Linked DNA regions of Sus scrofa: region 2 is linked to region 1. A link is a contact called in public promoter capture Hi-C data. All regions are on one chromosome and are shown on one strand. Each heading gives the region's core, a stretch centred on a gene start, on an enhancer-like site or on the middle of the called end of the contact. The rest is flanking DNA. Distances are from core to core; before and after follow the strand shown. Region 1 has its middle 210 kb from the start of TOMM20. Region 2 holds the start of LOC110256820.

Region 1 (5,580 bases), core at 2,035-4,534:
TCCTCTGAGACAGGGGTTCCCGTCTCCAGGAACCCACAGGGATGCTTTGAAGGGGCCCTTAATGGTTCTGCCCACACGTAGACCTGGCCCAACGTTTCTTCTCCAAAGACAGCAGCTGTGTACTCCCTGAACCCCCAGGCCCAAACCTTCCACAGCTGGCACAAATGAGAAATTTTTTACTAACTTAATAGAGGGGTGGGTGTGACATGGCATGGAATAAAGTCAGGATGCTGAACTGCTGCTCCGAGAATCTGTGACCATAATTCTAACCCCTCTCCCCACCACCAACAAATCACTTAACTCCTCTCCCCACCCAGACAAATCATTTACTCTCCCTGAAGCCCTTTTTTTTTTTTACTGTAAAATTTTCATTGATTTAACTTCAAAACGAAACAAAACGAATCTGTGTGTTAGATGTCAGAAAAGTAGTTACCTTTGAGCTGGGTGGCATGTCACTGGAATGGGACATGAATGGAACAATGAGGGGCCCTGAAGCCTTTTTGAAAAAGTTATTTGAGAAATGTGAATTACAAGCGTCTCTGAAAATACACAGTACATGCATGTCCTGTTCCACAGGCTATTCACTCTCCTTGGAATATACCTGCAATGTTCTTCCCTCTTCCCCTTCCCCTTCTTCCAGGAAATCCCTCTGTGTCTTTCAAGACTTAGCTTGGAAGTCACCTCCTCCAGGAAGCCCTGCCATACCCCCAGAAGTCTGAGATGGGTGTCTTTCTCTGTCTGCCATGCGCCTGGGCTCCCTCCCACCATGACACTGGTGGTCTCTCTCTTTCATTCAACGGTGAACTCCTTGCCAGCAAAGGGGGTCTTGACCACCACTGGATCCCCAGAACCTAGGCAGGCAGAACCTGGCCCATAGTGATTCTCAAAAAGATCTGGTTGAACAAATGAATCATAAAGCTAAAGTCCATACTCCAAGCCATATTTTCTCATTTGCTTGCAAGATGACATAGAGATTACACCTCTGGAAATAAACAAGTCAGAGGTTGTGAGATCAGAAAGTTGGGTCAGAAAGCAGAGCAAGGGGCAGGAGGTGCCACCACCCTGACACACCAGGCCCCTGGCTCCAACTAACCCCACTAAATGACACAGCAACACAGGGAGAGAGGGCAACCTTTCTGCCCCTGGTCAGGCTGTAAAAAGTGGTGGCAAGAAAGCATGTCCTAGTTTGCCTCCTCAGATGATGCCAGCCTGTGGAATTTAACCACGAGAATATTGATAAATCCCAGAACAAAGTTAGAGGCCAAAGTCAATATGTGGCAGCAGCCAGAATTATAGTCATCCTGGGTCCCAAAGGTCATCTGGTCAACCCTCTGCTCTGCCTACAAATACCTGTGGATCCAACCCATCACTCCCAGTCATGGGGGCGGGGGAGGTTTCAAAATCTCAAGACTCCAAGTTTTAAGTGGTAAAGAAAAAAAAAAATTCAGTCCCTGATTCCTCCAATACAGTGATGTTTTTGAGAGTCAATAGGCCACTTAAAATACACACTGTGCTACGATGGGACCCACCACAAGGAACACCAAGATGAGAAGACATGTCATACCTGCCCTCAGAAAGCTCATGATGGAAACGGGGCAAAGAGCCTGGTTCAGCTGTGGGCACAGGTGGGGTCACCCATACTAAGAGCTGTAAGGGGAGCGTGAGTGGACGAGAGGAGGCAGAAGCCATGCCCAGGAAGCTCTGCTGAACAACTGGCTCCATTCCTTCAAAAACTCCACCAACTCAAAGAGTAGACTTGACTCAAAAGAATCTACACTTAGAAAAAGTTGGGACAATTGGAGAAATTTCCATCTGAATTGGGTGTTGAGTGAGAGCAAGGAGTTATTGGTAATTCTTAGGTCTATAACGGTGATATCATTACATCTGAAAGGCCCATCTTTTTTAGAGGTGTCCAATCCAGCATGTAGAGGGAAATGACACGAGGCTTTTAAAAAAATCAGAGTGAGGGGAGTTCTGGTCATGGTTCAGTGGAAATGAATCTGACCAGCTTCTATGAGGACACAGGTTCAATCCCTGGCCTCGCTCGGTGGGTTAAGGATCCGGCATTGCCATGAGCTGTGGTGTAGGTCATAGATGCGGCTCGGATCTGGTGTTGCTCAGGCTGTGGTGTAGGCCCCTAGCCTGGGAACCTCCATATGCCACGTGTGAAGCCCTAAAAAGACAAAAAAATAAAATAAAATAAAATATTAAAAAATCAGAGAGAGAAAGGTAATCGCACTCTGCTCTGGGGAGTTTTGAAATGTTCATCATTTAGAAAGGTTAAAAATGAAAATAAGGGAGCATGTGGCAAGAGAGGCACTTTCAGCTGAGCCGAGACTGGCGAGCAGGATGTCACAGATAGAAATGGACAGGAGTGTCATTTCTGGGACGGGGGGGGGGGGGGGGGCGGGTGGCACCCAGCAGCGATCCTGAAGGAAGAGGGTCTGGGGGGATCTCAGGAACCGGATTCAGATTAGAGCTCCAAACATCAGCCTGGTGTGGGTGAAGAGACCCACCTATGTTGGCCTCTTCCTCAAGCTAGGCCAAGAAATAAAGGGCAAAAGACTCCACAAATACTTGGCCCTGAATGCAGACCAAGGGGGAGGGCCCACACTGAGTGTGCTGACCCTTGCCTCAAGGACAGTCCCCTGCACCTGTCACTGCTTGTACAATTGCTTGTCCTGGTGGACCCAGGCTCTATCACATGAGATACAGTTGTTTCCCTTTGGGGGACCCCTTGGTCTTCTTGGAAATATAGCTCCCATTGCTCCCCCTCCTCTGGATTTTCCAGCATCTCCAGAGAAAGCAGATCAGAGGTGATCACACAAGAGGGAGACTTGAGGTCATCCGCTCAGTGGCACATCCACCTGCCTTGTCCCCACCACTCCTCCCACCCCAGAGCTGGATCCCACCCTGCCTGACTCTGTCTCTGGAGGGAAGTGTGGCTAAATCTGGCTCTGCTGTCCTATCCATGCAACCCCGCCCCAGCCAGGGGGCCTCTGCTGGGGTGGTGTGGGCTCTCAGGATTGGGGCCAACCTGGTTTTTCTGAGATCGCTGAACAAGGAAGCCTGGCCATCTCCCCAGAGTAGCCTGAGTTTTCACCTCTGGGGGTAATGGCACTTGACAGCCTGAGAGTCTTTCAGAAACTGCCAGGGTTCACGTGGGCAAGGCGGGAGGTTCCTCACTTCCAAGCTTATCTTTGCTCTGCAGCCCTGGTATGTAACTGCTGAGGGTTGCAAAATGAAAGAGAAAATATTTACAGTGAGAGTTGACCTAAAAAGAATCCTAGACGGGGTGGTGGTGGGGTGGTCAGGGTACCTTCAGCTTGGCCTGACCTCTTCCAGACAGAGGGCTTCAGGGGAAGGCCCAGCCACATGGTACAAAGAGCACGGCTGTCAGGCTGTGCCTGAGTTCAAATCCTGCCTCCCCACTTGCTAGTCTGGGCGACAGAGCTCACCACAGCTAACGTTCCCCATCTCAGAGGTCTTTGCAGATTAACGGAGATGTGAGTAAGTCAGACACTGGGCATGAAGGAGGCACAGTTGGCCTCCGCCTCCTCCAGATGCCCCCTTTCCTCGCCTTTCAGATAAGGGAGTTGGAGGCTGTAGTCTTTAAGACCCCTGTCTGCTCTGATCGACTACTCTTCCCGGGACCGGCTGGGTTTGCAGGTCCGTCTTCTCAAGGGGCTCTGTAATTTGATGCATCCTTCATCTAGCTGCCACCACTCACTGGGCTCTTCCTGGTGACAGGCCCACGAGGACATCAAGAGGCCTGGCCCGTGGAGGCCACATCCAGAAGCTTCCACCTGCCTTCTTCCCACAGGAGGGGCTCCTCTGCTCCACACATAGCAGGGAGCTGTGTGCTGATTTTCTGCACTCTCTTAAAGTTTATCAGCCCAAGGCAAATGCATCATAAGACACTCAGACCTTGGCCACCATGGGGTGGGCAGCGTCAGGGAGAGACTGGGAAATGATTTCATTACTGACAGGCCAATAGCTCTGCGTCCACCTGCTCCTTAAGTCCCATCCCACATCCCGCCCCGGGCTAAGCCACCCAGCCACCCAGCCACCTTTGCACGGTGGGGTGGGCTTTTCCCATCAAATTGTGGATCTTGTGAAAATGTTTTTGAAAGTAGGAACTCCTGGGCAAAAGTGAGGTATTATGATGGGGTCTCCAAACCAGATGTTCAGGAAGGGCCACCCTCATGGGGTGAGTCACCTTCTGTTGTTCTTTTCGCAGGACACCCCCGCTGGCCAGCCTGTCCTCAGGCAGAAACATGGCGGCTCTTCCTCTAACCCTTGGGGAGTTAGTGGCGGGCCGCCTTTCCATGGGAAAGCCCACGGGGTCAGGACCTCTAGGTGGGTGACCACGTGTCCCTTTATCCAGAGGGTTTCTCTTTGTTCCTGGTACTCAGAGTCATTATTAGTAGCACCTCCTTTCTTTGCGTGCAAGAAATACGTGGTCACCGTACCTCCAGGCCAAGTGATGCTTCCACGGACCTGCCATCCAGCCCCCTGGATTTCCTCGGCGCTGAGGTCATTTCCAGGTGGTCCAGCCCCTTGAGACATCCCATAGTGCAGACATCATCCCCCTTCCCTGCCGCACCAGGGGACATGGCTTTCAGGATAACGGAAGGAAGAGCAGAGGGCTCTGGGCCCAGGTGGGCTCAGCAGCCTCCCCAGGACGGAGACACGACCCTGTTTTGTGGCCCTTGTGGAATCCTCTCCTCCCCCTCCTCAGTCCCTCCCTGTCCAGCTCCATCCACCCACCCCCCACCCCCCAGAGCGGTCCTGGCTGCGGCTCCCCAGGCCTCAAAGCAGCTTGGGTGGGAGGAGGGGCACAGGAGGGCCAAGGTCACTCTGCGCCCAGCAGGTGGAGACTCCTCCTTCTCGGCTGTTATCACACCACGACAGGAGAATCTTGAAAGATGGCTTGGGACGCCCCAGGTAGTTGAATTGCTGGGGTTCTGACTTTTCTTTTCCCTCCTCAGCCAGGAATTCTGTGGCTTTTCTTATGGGGTTGGAAAGGGAACACTTGCCTTCCAGAGCACTTCACGTTGACAGCGGTTTATAATTATGTGACTTCTACCCATAGGTGCCCAAGAGATGGAAACGAGCACTGGTCCCAACTTACAGATGGTGAGACTAAGTTCAGAGAGGGCAAGAAATGCTGCTCTTTCACTTGGCCTAATCGATCATACTTCCTGCTAGAAGGACACACAGAAGACATACTCACAGACACACACACAGACAGACACACTCACACACATGCTCACACATGCAGACACACACTCACAGTCACACATGGACACACACACTCACGCACATACATGCACACACACAGACACACATGCTACACACACGCAGACACACACGCTCACACAAATTGGCCCATTCCCCAGGGGAAGTCGTCTGGTTTCCCTGCTCTGGTTTCACTCTCAATACTTTCCTACATCCTGGCTATAAATACACCAAGGTCAAACACGTCTCTTAGTTTCACTCTATCAGCCAAAGCAAGTTACTCAGAAGCAGAGAGGAGGGAGCAGCCTGAGGGGAGAGGCGGCAGATGTGCTCCGTCCA
Region 2 (5,580 bases), core at 1,710-4,209, 230 kb before region 1:
TCGAGAAAGATTCGAAATCCATGTCCTATTACTCTTAGGAGAATGTTTGAGGGGAAACATGGTGACATTTCCCAGTGGCATGTCCACTTCACAACAGTACCCCTTCCGCTCATTTCCTTTCCTTCTCCACCAATTGGCCTCCAGCCTGAGAAAGGGGCCAGCAATAAGGAATAACAGACGGTAAGGCAATCTTACAATGTCAGAAAATGTATTTGGCTTTTTTTTTTCTTTTTAAAATAAGTGCATACAAATACAGCTAGAAGCAGTTCTGATTTGCCAAGTGCCCTAAAAAAGCAGCGCAAGTCACAGCCTACATTGAAAGGTAACCAGGATAAAGCACAAAGATATGCTAATAACGTTAACAAAAGAAGAAAATGCCTTTATAAGTACATACCTTTTGTCGTCAAAAAAAAAATAGAAACACAATGTATTCAAAAAAAATCAAAATTATACAGCCATGTTTATGAAGTCTACATTTCCCTTGTCTTGGATATATATATATATATGTGTGTATATATATATATATATTTATATATATGGAGATATATACAATTCAAGCAGTTTTAGTTAAGGGTAATCATTGGGTTTTTCTCAAACCGGAAAGTCAAGAGTCTCTCTCTTTTTTCACTTTCACATCTCCAGCAAGGATGGTTGCAATTTCCCCTTGCATGAAGGCCCAGGGGACATTGGAGCCCACAAGAGGGCATTTTTCCCCACTGGGACAATAGACCTCTCCACTAGCTCCCTGCTGTTTGATGCTTTGTCTGGAGCAAGGGAAGCAGAACTTGTGCGAAGGAACGGACGGGCACTGCACAAAGTGGGTGTCCTCCAGCCGCTCGTGGCAGAGGGTGCAGCACAGCGGGGCACTGGCTGCCAGAGAGGAGTCCGGGAGGCTGGCGGGGTGCACTGGCTCCAGTCCTCCTGTGCTGCCTGCCCCCTGGCCCCCTACCTCTCTGGGGCCCAGCCTTCTTTGGTTCATAGAGGACGGAGACGGTGGACTGCTGCTGTTCCTCCTCGTGGTGGAGTGCACCTGATTGGCATCTTTAGAGGCATGACTGCCTCCAGCATTGTCTGCAACTAAGATCAGGGCTGCCATGGGGGACTGGCCGTTCTGGGCCGCTTCAGGCGGTGTGGTCCGGTTGGAATGAGGTGAGGCAGTGGGTGGTGGTGGAGACACAAAAGAGGATGTAGGCGTAATGGGGATCTTGAGCCCTTCAGTGGATGTGGACAGCCAGGGCTGTGCCTCTCCATTGATCTTAGGGGGCCCGACTTCACCTTCTGGTTCTGGTGAAGGCTTCCTTTTCCTTGCAGTTCTTGCAACTGGAAAAAGAGAAATAAAAGGGAAAAGAGAAAATAAATAAAGGTGCACCGGAAAGGCCTTTTACTAACATGAAACAAAATTCGCTAAAGCATTTTTATTCTCTGAAAGCTGGTAGATAAAAACTCACGTGAGCTTTCAAGAGCACGTGTAACTTAAAACACTTAACTTACAGGGCTGAGGCAGTATGCCACTCAAAAACACAAAAGCCACAGAAAACGATTCCTACACAACGGCCTATTCTGACACACGCAAGCATGTAGCCCGGCTAAACCGGGCATACGACTGCTAACGTCCCCCAGCAGGTTAAAAGGTGACTGGTGCTCTCCTGCTCTCCTCCAAGAATGTGCTGGGAAAGGAAAACCCGGTGTCAGTGCCTATCAGCCCGGTCTGACTCATCTCTGTTGTGCTACTTCAGCACAGGAACACGTTGCCACTAAGCACTGGTTCCGCCTCGGGCAAATCAGGAAGTTGGGTGTTTGTTGTTTCTGGGCCGGCCGGGGGAGAAATGGTGAATGGGAAGGGCACCCCCTCCTCTGCTCTCCGTCCCCTCTTCGCCCCGAGATCACCTCACTCCACAGCCGCCCCTACCTGCTTTAGACCCGTTGGCCCCGTTGGCCTCGAAACCCAACAACCTGCCTGCAGTCAGGGCCGGCTCCTTCTTAAACTTGCTCTCGAAGGGCCCCGAGTGGCCGTGCTGGTGCAGCGCCAGCAGCGTGTCTCGAACCGTCTTGGGCCTGTTGACCCAGTCCTGATCGCCGGGCCCGCGGCCCTTGCCCGCGCCCTCCGTGCCCAGCTCGGCCGCCCCGGCCGCGGTGGTCAAGCTGTCTGCCGGGCCGCGGTGCGAGGTCGGCGGCGGCTGCTTCTCCTTGGCTGCCGCCTCGCGCTGCTCGTGCTCCGCCGACGCGCTGCTCGTCACGGACGCCGGCCGCTTGTGGGCGCCCAGTTCGGCCGGCTGCGCCGAGCCCAGCCCGGCAGCCGCGGCCCCGGACACGGCGGCCAGTGAGGCGGCGGCGCGACCGCCCAGGCCAAGAGCGGCGGGCAGCGGCGTGGTCGAGCCGTTCATGAGCGGCACCAGGGTGGGAGGCACGGCGTGGCCGCGCCGCGGGTTAGGGCTCTGGCGGTTCAGCTCCGGCGGCTCCTCCAGCTTGGAGAAGCCGTTGGGCACCAGGATGCCGTTCACGGGCGGCGGCTGCGGCGTTGGCGGCTGGGCCAGACCGGCCGCCGGGCGGCTACCGCTGAAATCGGAGCCGAGGCGCGGGGGCCGCTCGGCTGCGGCGGCTGCCAGAGGGTAGCGCTCCAGGGCCTGCGGGGCGCGCGCGGTGGCCTCGGGGCCGCCGTGGCCGAGCTGCTGCTGCTGCTGCAGGAGAAGGTCCTTGGCGGAGAGCGGCGGCGGCTTAGCGGCGGCCGGAGCCGCGGCGCCGGGCGGGGAGCGGCCCTCCGGGAAGCAGCCGTGCGCCCGCTTGAGCTGCCGCGCCGTCTCGATGACGAACTCGACGCGGTCGGCGCCCTCGTAGTTGACGCAGCCGCGGCACACGGGCTCCGTGAAGTCCCAGATCATGGCCCAGGGCATGCGGGGCAGGTCACACAGGTAGCACGACTGCCGCCGGGACGCGGCCGCCACCGCCACCGCCGCGGCCATGTCCGAGGAGCCCGCGGCGCCGGAGGAGGAGGAGGGGGCGCCGCCGCTCCCCGCCGGCACCACGCGCGCCCTCCTCCCCCCCCAACCCCGCGTCTCCCCCACCAGCGGCGGCGGCGGCCGCAAAGGCGGCGGCGGCGGCAAAGCCCGCGAAGGATCGGCGCCCGCGCAGCGCCCCCGGTGCACGAGGGGCGGCGGGCGCGGGGCGAGGGGTTGCAGCCGCGGCAGCACGTCCCCCCGGCCGGCGCGGGCGCGGGTGGGCGGCGGGGCGGCGCGGCGCGGCGGGCGCGGCGGCGGCGGCGGCGGCGGGGGCTCGGCCGGGGCCGCGGCGGGCCTCCAGACCGGGGCGAAGACGGGCCGCGCGGGCGCGGGGGAGCGCAGCAGGTCGCGGCGGCGGCCGGCGCGGAGTGCGGGGCGGGGGGCGGGGAGGCCGGGGGGGCGGGGGGCGGGGGGCGGCCGCCGGGGCAGGCTCAGCCCGAGCGGCGGGGCATGCCGCGCCGGGGCGGCGGCGGCGGCGGCCGTGCGGCGTGGAGCTCGGGCGCGGCACGGGCCCGGGTCGCTCCGCTGCTCTCTCACAGCTCCTGGCGTCGCCGCTCTCCAGCGCCCGCCTCAGCGCCCAGCCCGCCTCAGCTCCGCCGCCGCCGTCGCTGCTGCTGCTGCCGCCGCGGCCGCTCCACTTCTACAGACTTGATTCTTCGACAGCCTCGCAAGGCGCCTGCGCGGGCCCCCTCCCCTCGCGCGCGCGCGCCCGCCCTCCCCCGCTCCCTCCCCCTCCCCCCGCCAGAGAACGAGCGCTGCCGGGAGAGCCGGCTCCGCGGCGCCCGCCCGCGGGTCAGCACCACCCGCCTGCGCCGCGGCTCGTGTCCCCGACGTGAAGCCGTCGCTGGTGTGGCTTGCTTTCCTCCACCCGCTCGGCTCCCTCGACTGCTCAGGCAGTTCCTTCTCGTCTAGGGCTGTTTGAGCCAAACCGTGCTAGAACTCATGTTTTGAAAAGCCAGGCCACTCTGTAACCTGGTTCTGTTAGTAGCATCTTGAGGATGGGGATTTTCAGTCAAGTGCTGTTCACAGTTTTGTAAGGAGCTTTATTTGAACTCCTCGGTGAGTGCTTTTACACCCGCATGTCTTGGGAAGGACACACGCGCCGCCGGTCCCCTAAACTTTTACAACAGGAGGGTGCGCGCCCAAGCCTAGGGCCGCGTCCACCCGCCCTTCTACGGAGCCCTTCCGGGAGCGAGCGGGTACGCTGCCCGAGGAGGTTCCGATCCCCCTCTTCCCCAGTCCGCAGCCCGCCGGGCCACGCGGGGATCCCGGTCGCCTGCTGCAGGCCCGCGCGGCGGGCGCGTGACGTGGGCGCGGGGCCGCGTGCGCCGCCACCGAGTGCGCACGCTCCGCGCGGACGTGACTCGGCGCCGCTGGCACTGGCGGCCCCATTGAACGAATGCACATTCCAGGGATCCGGGGTCAGCGGCCAACGCGGCCGCGTCACCGCGCAGGCTCCGCCCCCGCCGCGACTCTGCTCCAGACCCCGCCTCTCGGAGCCAAACTTGGACTCCAGGTGGCGCGCGGCGCGGGCACGAGCGGCAGCGGGGCTTGGCCCGCGCCCGCCGTGGGGGCGAGCGACCGGCTACCCCGCTGGCTGCTCTGGCGTCCCCGGCGCCGCGGTGGGGCAGTGGCAGCCTTGCGCCCCTGGCAAGGCCCGGGTTGGGCTTAACCCCGGTGGGTGCGAACCCGCCTGGCGCGAAGGCGAGATGTGGCCGCAGAGCCTGGCCGCGCTCTGCCACTGTAGGCCGCCACAGACTCTGCCCAGACTGAAATGAGCACTTGAGTTTCACACTTTTATCGGGAGGAGGAGCTGGCGTGTGTTATGGTAAATTACTTTTGGCTGGTCGTTAGTCTTAACTGACTAATAGACGCTGGCTTAGTCACTCGCAGTTGGGACTTTTACACTTCAAGTCTGTAAGGGCGGCCTTGGGAGCTTCCTTTGTTGGAAAACAGGCCCACATCTCTCCCTGATACTGGAATGAGCTGGTTAAGTGTGGGAAGAACAGGGTACTAATTATATTATCTTCCCTACAACTGGATTGGTAGGTGGAGAGAGAAGAAAAATCCTGCTGACGTTTCTTTTCTAGTTGTTGCTATTGAAAATGCCAGGTTGCTTCAAAGGATTAACCACAAGGAAGAGGAAAAACACCCTTAGAGAAACAGTGGAGGGAGCTGCTTAAAGCACAAGAAAAAACCTGTCTGAAAATGGCACAGAAAACGTAATGCCAGACTTAAATGTTTTTATAGGCGAACCCTGAATGTCTTCTCTTGGGGATTTCCAGAGAGGGTGCGCCTGCCATAAAGGTCTCCCCATCTGTTCCCGGATCTTGCCCTGCAATTATAGTCCTGCCTCACCCTCTCCTGCTTGGAAAAATAGGACCCTGATTTTTTTTCTCCCAAGCAGCTGGTGCCAGCGGATTGGGTCATTCCTGGTCCCTGGTGTCCCACACCTCTTTCAAGACCTGCCACTCTCCTGGGAGACCCTGTGCCACTCATTCTAGCACGTGACTTGATCCCACTAGGCCACTGCCATAGGGGATGAGGCCCAGTCTCTGTGCTGCAGAGAGATGAGCCATCTCAC

The links. Promoter capture Hi-C pulls out the DNA fragments that hold promoters and counts their contacts.
Region 2: a promoter capture Hi-C map of liver shows a contact between it and region 1, with 10 times the contacts expected there. The contact joins the promoter of LOC110256820 here to the enhancer-like site in region 1. A contact is called at or near these places in 2 of 5 promoter capture datasets (fetal liver and liver), 6 of 47 Hi-C or Micro-C datasets (embryonic fibroblasts, fetal heart ventricle, liver and 1 more) and 2 of 2 datasets of contacts at active chromatin or transcription factors (alveolar macrophages and skeletal muscle).

Annotation. Positions count from the first base shown.
Region 1 is chr14:56,318,390-56,323,969 of Sscrofa11.1, reverse strand. No RefSeq gene overlaps it. Among named protein-coding and RNA genes, the nearest start is that of TOMM20, 210 kb to the right of the region's middle. Within about 2 kb of position 3,284, at least 25 of the 83 cell types and tissues checked have an H3K27ac peak or open chromatin away from gene starts, as enhancers often do. A contact at or near this core is called in fetal liver and liver, where this site is marked.
Region 2 is chr14:56,543,264-56,548,843 of Sscrofa11.1, reverse strand. It overlaps LOC110256820, which reads left to right and starts at 2,959. Exons shown (of 2, transcript XM_021073692.1): 1 at 2,959-3,364; 2 at 3,426-3,832. The coding sequence starts at 2,959. The coding sequence ends at 3,832. IRF2BP2 (interferon regulatory factor 2-binding protein 2) reads right to left here and starts at 3,052. Exons shown (of 2, transcript XM_021074288.1): 1 at 1,958-3,052; 2 at 1-1,320. The coding sequence starts at 2,960. The coding sequence ends at 605.